2 separate regions of the Sus scrofa genome follow, and region 2 is linked to region 1. A link is a contact called in public HiChIP or PLAC-seq data. All regions are on one chromosome and are shown on one strand. The core of a region is the stretch at or near the end of the contact, and the rest is flanking DNA. Distances in the headings are between cores, read along the strand shown.

What was found. HiChIP or PLAC-seq counts read pairs in DNA pulled down with a chosen protein or histone mark.
Region 2: an H3K27ac HiChIP or PLAC-seq map of alveolar macrophages shows a contact between it and region 1. The contact joins the promoter of BTBD9 here to the promoter of ZFAND3 in region 1. A contact is called at or near these places in 1 of 5 promoter capture datasets (liver) and 1 of 2 datasets of contacts at active chromatin or transcription factors (alveolar macrophages).

The regions. Positions count from the first base shown.
Region 1 is chr7:33,375,847-33,379,947 of Sscrofa11.1, forward strand. It overlaps ZFAND3 (AN1-type zinc finger protein 3), which reads left to right and starts at 2,384. Exons shown (of 7, transcript XM_021099854.1): 1 at 2,384-2,507; 2 at 3,016-3,315. The coding sequence starts at 3,245.
Region 2 is chr7:34,120,305-34,124,405 of Sscrofa11.1, forward strand. BTBD9 (BTB domain containing 9) reads right to left here and starts at 2,293. Exons shown (of 12, transcript NM_001243303.1): 1 at 2,224-2,293. It overlaps LOC110261680 (a long non-coding RNA gene), which reads left to right and starts at 2,577. Exons shown (of 5, transcript XR_002346133.1): 1 at 2,577-3,172.

The DNA.
Region 1 (4,101 bases), core at 1,134-3,633:
AATGGGTGCACTTGTGGCATACAGAAGTTCCTGGGCCAGGGACTGAGTATGAGCCTCAGCTGCAGCAATGCCTGATCCTTTAACCCACTGTGCTGGACCAGGGATCAAACCTGTGCCTCCACAGTGACTTGAGCCACTGCAGTTGGAGTCTTAACTCACTGAGCCAGGGTAGAATTCCAAAAAAATTTTTTTGAGGCATTCCCATTGTGGCTTAGCAGAATTAAGAAACTGACTAGTATCCATGAGGATGTGGGTTTGATCCCTGGCCTTGCTCAATGGGTTAAAGATCTAGGGTTGTTGAAAGCTGTGGTGTAGGTCACAAATTTGCGTCGTATCTCATGGCTGTGGTATAGATCTGTTGCTGCAGCTCTGACTTGACCCCTAGCCTAGAAACTTCCATATGCTGCAAGTGAGGCCATAAAGAAAAAGGTAAAAATTTTTTGGAGTTCTCTTGTGGCACAGTGGGTTAAGGCTCTGGTGTTGTCACTGCAGTGGCTCCAGTTGCTGCTGTGGGGCAGGATGGATCCCTGGACCGGGAACTTCCACATGCCACAGGTGCAGACACCCTCCCCAAAAGTTTCAGCTGGTTTTTGTACTAAGTGTGACTTTTATCCGATTAGCTCTTCTGTTTGACAAACATGGATCGAGTATGTTTCAATCCCACTCTGGGAATCCACGAATCCACAGAGCAGGCACAAACAGAATGGTGTATATAGAAATAAAATAGTAACATTTGGTAATAAAATTAATCTAGGTAATACCCTTTAAGGCTCTGGTACCCCCCTTGGGTTGTGGGTACATTAACAGCTATTTCTCAGAGATAGTCCTTTTGGAGGTAGGTTTTGTGAGAAGAGACAAGACATGTAAATTTCCTGGTCCTATAATGGAGACTATGTGGGCAGAGGAATGAGGGACCAATTCTGCCTTGTCAGTGTGTGGAAGGCATTGAAGAGGAGACAAGCAATGAATGGGCAGTAGAAGGGTGCTGGGAACCAGAGGAAGGGGCAGAGGACAATACAAGGGACAGAACCTTAGGCAATGTCTTATAAATACTGGGTACTCAATAAATGCTTGCTAATTGGAATAACTGGCAAACAGACAGGAATGCAAGCTGTTTGAAAGATGACAATCATGTTTGACACAAAATTTTCCTTTCGGTTTTAGGGTTTCTTTTTCCACAGACAAAAGAGTCACCAAGATGCCAGTAGAGAGAGTGCTACTTAATCTTTGTTAAACTCAAAGACTGCAAACCTTGCATGAATGTGGCAATTTTATGTCAGCTTAAGAGAAGATTTAAGGAAATATGAGTCCAATGAGAGCTAGGTGTATTGTATGAGTTCATTCATTCTATAGGTTTTTGACAGAAACATTTATTGAAGGCTTAGGAAAATCCACAAAGCTGAAACTAAATATTGCTCAAAATAAATCAGCATTCACATTTGGGGGTGCTTTGGTTTTAAGTGGTTTGATCTCTGCAATTGCTGTCTTCATCATCAACAGCCTCTTTAGGAGGATGCTAACTAAATGTGTTCCTTGCTCCTCAGAGGCCAAAAGAAGCAACAACATTTAATAAATCAACAGAACATGCACAAACAGAATGGTATAAAAAGAAATAACATTTGATAATAAAGTTCATGTAAGGCTCTCTTACTCCTGCCAGGTCGGGGGAACACCGCAGCTATTTCTAAGAGCCATAAGGGCCTCAGCTGTGGATCACCTTTCCAGGAAGTCTGGTGGAAGTTTCCTCCTCCTTGAATTTAGTCATCAACAACTGCCTTCTGTTCATAATTGGTTGGAGGTCAGTATAAGTTCCGGATCAAAGACAAGGAACGCTAAAGGACTCATTTTCTTAGTGGCTCAAACTTTTTGATCACTTAATTGCCATCACTGACTCGGCCATAGCTCCTCTCTAAAAATCAAAACGTCCACTCCAGGAAGAACAGAGGTTCTTCTAGTCTAGGCACAGGGAGTGGACTTGTGTCTCTGAGGTTGGGGACGCCGATGGGGTTAGAGGCACAGAACATGACTAAGACAACCACCCTCCCACCCCTTGCCATTGCTGCTGCAAAGAAGGAGGGTTATATTTCCCAGAAGTTCATTACTGCCAAAGGGTGACCAGTTCCCTGGGTGAGTTGGGTGTGGCAGGACTGGGAAGAGAGATTTCCAGGGGTTAGCAGTTGGTGGAGAAATGTTCCCCAGTATCTCCCAGGTCCAAGAGCGAAGAGTTAGTGGGCCTCTCAGGCAGCCGAAGACCCAGGCAACCCCCGGCCGACCGAGACTCACTTCCGGGTTTGGAAGCGCTCCTCCAGGCCCCTCCCCATACTGGGTTACGGGTGTCTCCGGGCGCATGCGCAGCGCTCAGGCGCCGCTCTGGGACTGGCCCAACTTACCTAAACAACTAATCTGCTCCTCCCCCTCTCGCTTGGGGCGTACCATTCGCGTTTGGGGGAAAGCAACGTGCCCCAGAGTACTCAGAAGCCTGCTCCCCTTTTTCACACGAGGGGAAGGTAAGTTTGCCTCAGATTCTAAAAGTTCCAACATAAGAAAGCCTCAAAAACCCGTCGCCGAGTGTTAGCTCAACGGTCTCGGCTTTGCCCACGGCCCAGTTCTCTTCCTTTGAGGCGCTGAACAAAGTGGCACGCCCGGATCCCAGCTGATCAGCTGCTGGGCTTTGGCGGCGGCTCCCCCGGGCGAGACCATTGTGACTCCTTGGGAGGGGTGCGTGAGGAGGGGAGGGGGCGGAGCGGCCATTGTCCGGTCAGCGCAGCCTCCGGGGGAGGGGAGGGTGTTACGGAGCGAGCGCGGCCGGGGGTTTCACAGCGGCCGCTGCTACGCCAGAGCCGGCGGGGGCCTCAGATCCTTGCCAGCGCCGCCGCACGGGACATCGCTCTGGCTGGAAGCGGCGGTGGGAGCTACCGAGGGCGCCGGGTCTTCCCTCCTCTCCCGCGGTCCTCGGTTCACCCGCACGCCCCACCTCCTCAGCTCCCCTCCCTCTGCTCTCCGCGCCTCCCCCAGCCCCCCCGTCTCCGTAGGTCGAGTGGTGCGGCCCGCCTCCAGCTGACCGGCCTGGAATCCCGGCTCGGAGCCCCGGACTCGCGCCCGCCCGCGCGCCCGCTCCCTCCCCCTCCCCCCGCCCCGAGCCCCCCGACGCCGCCGCCGCCGCCGCCTCCTTCTAGCGGGGCCCAGGCCCAGCCGCTGCCACCGTCGCCGAGCTCCGACGCCGCCGCCGCCGCCGCCGAGCACCATGGGAGACGCCGGGAGCGAGCGCAGCAAAGCGCCCAGCCTGCCGCCTCGCTGTCCCTGCGGCTTCTGGGGGTAAGTGCCCAGGCTGGGTGGGGGTGGGGGCGGGGGCCCAGGCGCTGGCGCCGGGGCTGCCTGGTCAGGCCTCGGGGCCCTGGGAGGCCGGAACCCTGGGGACTGGGCCCAGGCCGGGCCTTCGGGGAGGGGGCAGGGGCCGCGTCCTGAGGGAGGGTGCGGCGTGGGGAGCTGGGGGTGGGCAGAGGAGGCCCTGCCCGAGGTGTGCTGCCACCCTCGGGACTGCCTGCCGGAGACTTGGGCCGAAAGGGGCCGCCCGGGCCTGGTAAGGGGGCAGGGCTGCGGGCAGCGATGAGGGGGCGGTGTTGGCACCTCCGGGTGGAGCTGAGGTGCCCCCTTCTCTTGGCTTGTGAAGGCCAGCCCTTCCTCCCCTCTTTGGTAGGAGTTGGTGCCCAGGCAGTAGGAGGGTATTTCCTCTGACTTTTTCACCTCCCCTGCTCCCTGTCCCCCAGAGACTTGCATCATCACTTCCTAAATTATATCCCAGTGCCCCATTTGCTTTTAGGAAGCTGTTCACACGTCACCCATTTTTACAAGTCAGGCCCAGAACCCAGGCTAGGGTAAAGTTATAAGACTGTCGAGGTCTCACCTTTATTTAAAGCACGTTTCAGAAGATCTGTAATATTTCCTTGTCAAAAAAACTCAAGTCAGCTGGCTTAAGAACGTGAGAGCCAATTAGCTCAATTGGGTCAAATTTTCCTTCTTTCCTCACTTTTTTTTTTTTAATTCATGATAAAAGTATCCGCCTTGGCCAGCCTGTGTTATTACTTGGCCATCCTGTGTTAA
Region 2 (4,101 bases), core at 1,043-3,542, 740 kb after region 1:
CCTTATCTTCCCAAATCTCCCCTATCAGAGACTTCTGCTCCACTCATAGGACATGTAAAGTGCCTCAATATATCACCCAATGACCAAATTCACAGTTTTCTCAACATACGACTATCTCTTCTCTAAGAGAAATTTCACACTTCTTTCAAAGACAAGATCAGGAGTTCCAAATCGTTAACAAATCCGACTAGGAACCATGAGGTTGCGGGTTCAATCCCTAGCCTTGCTCAGTGGGTTAAGGATCCGGCATTGCCATGAGCTGTGGTGTAGGTTGCAGACTCAGCTTGGATCCCGAGTTGCTGTGGCTCTGGCATAGACCGGTGGCTACAGCTCCGATTAGACCCCTAGCCTGGGAACCTCCATATGCCACAGGACAGCCAAAAAAAAAAAAAAAAGAAAATCCAGGAACACTGGCACCCAGCTTCCCAAAGAAGACAGAAGTCTAGTTCTCTGCCCTAGAAAAGGCAAAAAAAAAAAAAAAAGAAAGAAAAAGAAAAATGACAAAGACAAGATCAAATCTTACCTCTCCCAAAGAATTCACTCACTCAGCCCACAAGTCTTATCTCTTCTAAACTTCTACTACACTCAAAAGTATAGCATTTCACATAACACCTGTTTACACACCTCATTTGGTTTCATAATTATATTACATGTTTTATTTTCCTAGCTAGACTGTTTGCTTTTAAAGGGGGAAAAAAAAAAAAACAGGTCTTTTATGTCATTTGTAATCCCACAATCCTCTTCCCACATATAGCATAATAACGGGCAGAGGGGACAAAGGTATTAACTACTTGAAGGACTGAGTTAAATGCTTGCTATACACTGACCCATGACTTATCCGTGGTGTCATATATAATAAATATTTATTACGTGCCTATCCTGTGGCAGGCACTTTCGTAGGTACTAGAGATATGGCCCTGAAGAAAACAAACATGATTTCTGTCCTAAAAGGTATTGTATTTCAGCGCGCAAGATACTGAATTCCAAGTAACGGAGCAAGGTTGTCACTGGTTCCAAGATGAAAGAACCTCAAGCAACATACTTTACAGATCCTCAGTGATGCAACTGAATCACAGAATTTTAACGCTAAATGGAAAGTTACAAGTTGTTTTTTTTTAATTTCCTGCACAAATCATGATTAAATGTCAGTATAGTCTCTTTCTGCCGGTTCTAGGCACTGCCTTCATCAACAGTCAGAAAAGGCTGACTGCTTTTCTACCTCCCATACTCCATTCTCCCAAGCATGGTCACTACACCCATCACACATCTACCCACGAGGGAGTCCAGCGCATCAAGAAGAAAGCACTGGACTGATAATTAGCTGCACCTTTCCAATCAAGCTTGTAAGACCATCTACATTTTCTAGCCCACACGCCGAACAGAATCTGTATTTTCTGCCTAGTAAACAGCAAGCCTCCATTACTTTTAAGAAAAACAAAAACCACCGCCTCCACACTTCCTTGGCCCTAATAATGACAGAAGAGCAACATAGTTTAGGGAAATAAAACAGGTGATTTGAGTATAGGAAGAAGAACCATAGATGGCTATCTGTCCCTTGGCTTCAAAATCTGCAGCAACAATGTGATAAAAATGCTCAGGGCCGCCAAAGTTTTGTGCGTGCATTAAACACGTGCACACACCCATGAAGTTGGAAACACCAGGCAACAGGTTGGCCGCCCCCTCTACACTGACAGATCGCCTTCCCCAGGTCGTGGGTGTGTCTGATGCCGCACGCAGGCACAGATTCACAACTCTCTCCATAACAACCCTCTCCTCCTCGGGGCCCAGCCAGGGCAGGGGCGTTGAAGGCCCCAGCAATGCCAAACTTTCCGAACCCCAATCACAGCGTCCCCGGTTCCGCCTCGGCCAGGTCTCGAGGGGCAGCAGGTGAGGCTACTCCGGGAACCCGGGCTTCTCGGGATTCCGACTTCTCGGTCCGAAGCCTGGCAGAGCCACCCCGAACCACCGCCCCACCCCGACGCCTGCTCCCCACGACACCTTTCAGGACTAAAGAGGCTTCGCTGATCCCCGGCTGCCGCTTGCCAGAGCGCCCGCGCCCAAGAATTGACCCTCGTCAGCCCCCGTCCCCGCTCTGTCCCCGCTCCTTCCCCGCCCCCGGAGAAAGCGGCTGCGGGGCATGGAGGGGAGCGCGTCCCCGCGCCCCGGGCCCGCGCAGCAGGTGCGGCCAGGCCCCACCTCCCCAGCGAGGCCGCGGCTACTCACTCCCACGATGTTCCTCTGCGACCTCGCCGCGGGCACAGACGCCTCTTCCGCCCGCTTCGCACCCCCCTCGTAGCCACCGCCCCCTCGGCCGCTGCCGTCACCGCCGTCCTCGCCACCGCCGCCGCCGCGGCGCGCGTCCGCTCTCACGCACACCGCCGTGGCCGCGCACGCGCCTCTGCGCGCTGGCGTCACTTAGCAACCGATCGGTGGCGGGCCCGCGGGATCCGGGGATTTAGGACCCGGAGTTACCTCCCGCGGGTTTTGCGGCTTACCCCACCCGCGAGACCCGCTGCCCTCTAGAGTAGGGGGCCCCAGGGTGTGGCCGTCCTGCCGGCACCTGGCTCAGGGTAAGTCATGTCAGTGTACGTCACTGTTTGGCGTAACTGATTGCGTCACTGCAAGTGGGAAGGTCCCTGTCGCAATCGCTGGGGCGCCCGTGGAAAGAGCAGCGGCCTTGTCCAGAGTTGGGAGGACACCACGGCCAGTTCTGCAGCGTTCAGGAAGTCTCTCCAAAGACTGGGACCAGAAGGGGCTGAGTGCACGGCTAATGTGGAAGACCGCTGAATGACACTCGTTCACTAGCAGCAGCGTGTGACGGACCTGGCCTAATTCCCCAGACTGTTTCCTCATTTTATAAATGAGGATAACTACCCATTCTGCCTACGTTGGAGAATTGTGCGGCTAAAAGAAAATAATGTATGCAAAGGTGTTTTTAAAGTATAAGGCTCACTGGACTTTAAAACATCTTTTTTATAAGAGAAAACAGTCGGGCAAGAGCAGTTAAGAGCCTGGACTTTGGAGTCAGGGAAACCTAGGTACAAATCTGATCCTGCTTGTTGGACAGTCAATTCTGCTTGATCTGTGGGCAAACTGGAGGTCCGGGGTGTGGGGATTTGGAGACAATAACTGGAAAGCATGCTTAATTCCAGACAAAGTTTCGTGAGTAAAGGTATGCAAGTGAAAATGGACAGAAAGAGCAAAGCTTGAGGCAGAAGACCATTACGAGGTCATAGCTGTACTCCACATAAGAAGTGGTCAGAGGCTTAACCAAAGCATTGGCAGTGGGAATAGGCAGAGGAAGGGATAGAGGTGAGCACTGTTGAGGTAGTAGAGTTGACAGCACTGAGTGAGGGAAAGACAAGTAGGCCAAGTTTCTAGTATGGGTGCCGGGGTAAATGGTGGGGACATTTAACAAGATGTGAAGAAGAATGAGTCTAAGTTATCTACAAGTTTCTTTCTTTTTTTTTTTTTTTTTTTTTTGTCTTTTTGCCTTTTCTAGGGCCACTTCCGAGGCATATGGAGGTTCCCAGGCTAGGGGTCTAATTGGAACTGTAGCCACTGGCCTATGCCAGAGCCACAGCAATGCGGGATCCGTGCCACATCTTCGACCTACACCACAGCTCAAGGCAATGCTGGATCCATAACCCACTGAGCAAGGCCAGGGACTGAACCCGAAACCTCATGGTTCCTAGTCAGATTCCGTTAACCACTGAGGATTCGTTAACCACTGTGCCACGATGGGAACGTCTATAAGTTTCTGATCTAAGGTACTAGATAATAACAGTGACAGTCCGAGGAGGATGATCAGATTTGTGGGATATGATGATAAGTTCAAAAATGGATATGTTGGGGAAACATTTATTCTTCACTCATCATGTTTCCTTCAATACAAAGTAACATTCATTTGTACATAATATAATCCTGGCTTCTCACTGCACCTGCCTCCAGCTCACTCCTCGCTGGAGCAGTGATTTCCTGGCTGATGAAATTAAAAGGAGAAAATGGATATGTGTAGCCCATACCATTTTTTCTTCTTAAAGCTTCTGGAGTCCCCTCATGGCCCAGCAGGTTAAGGATTCAGTGTTGTACTGCTGTGGC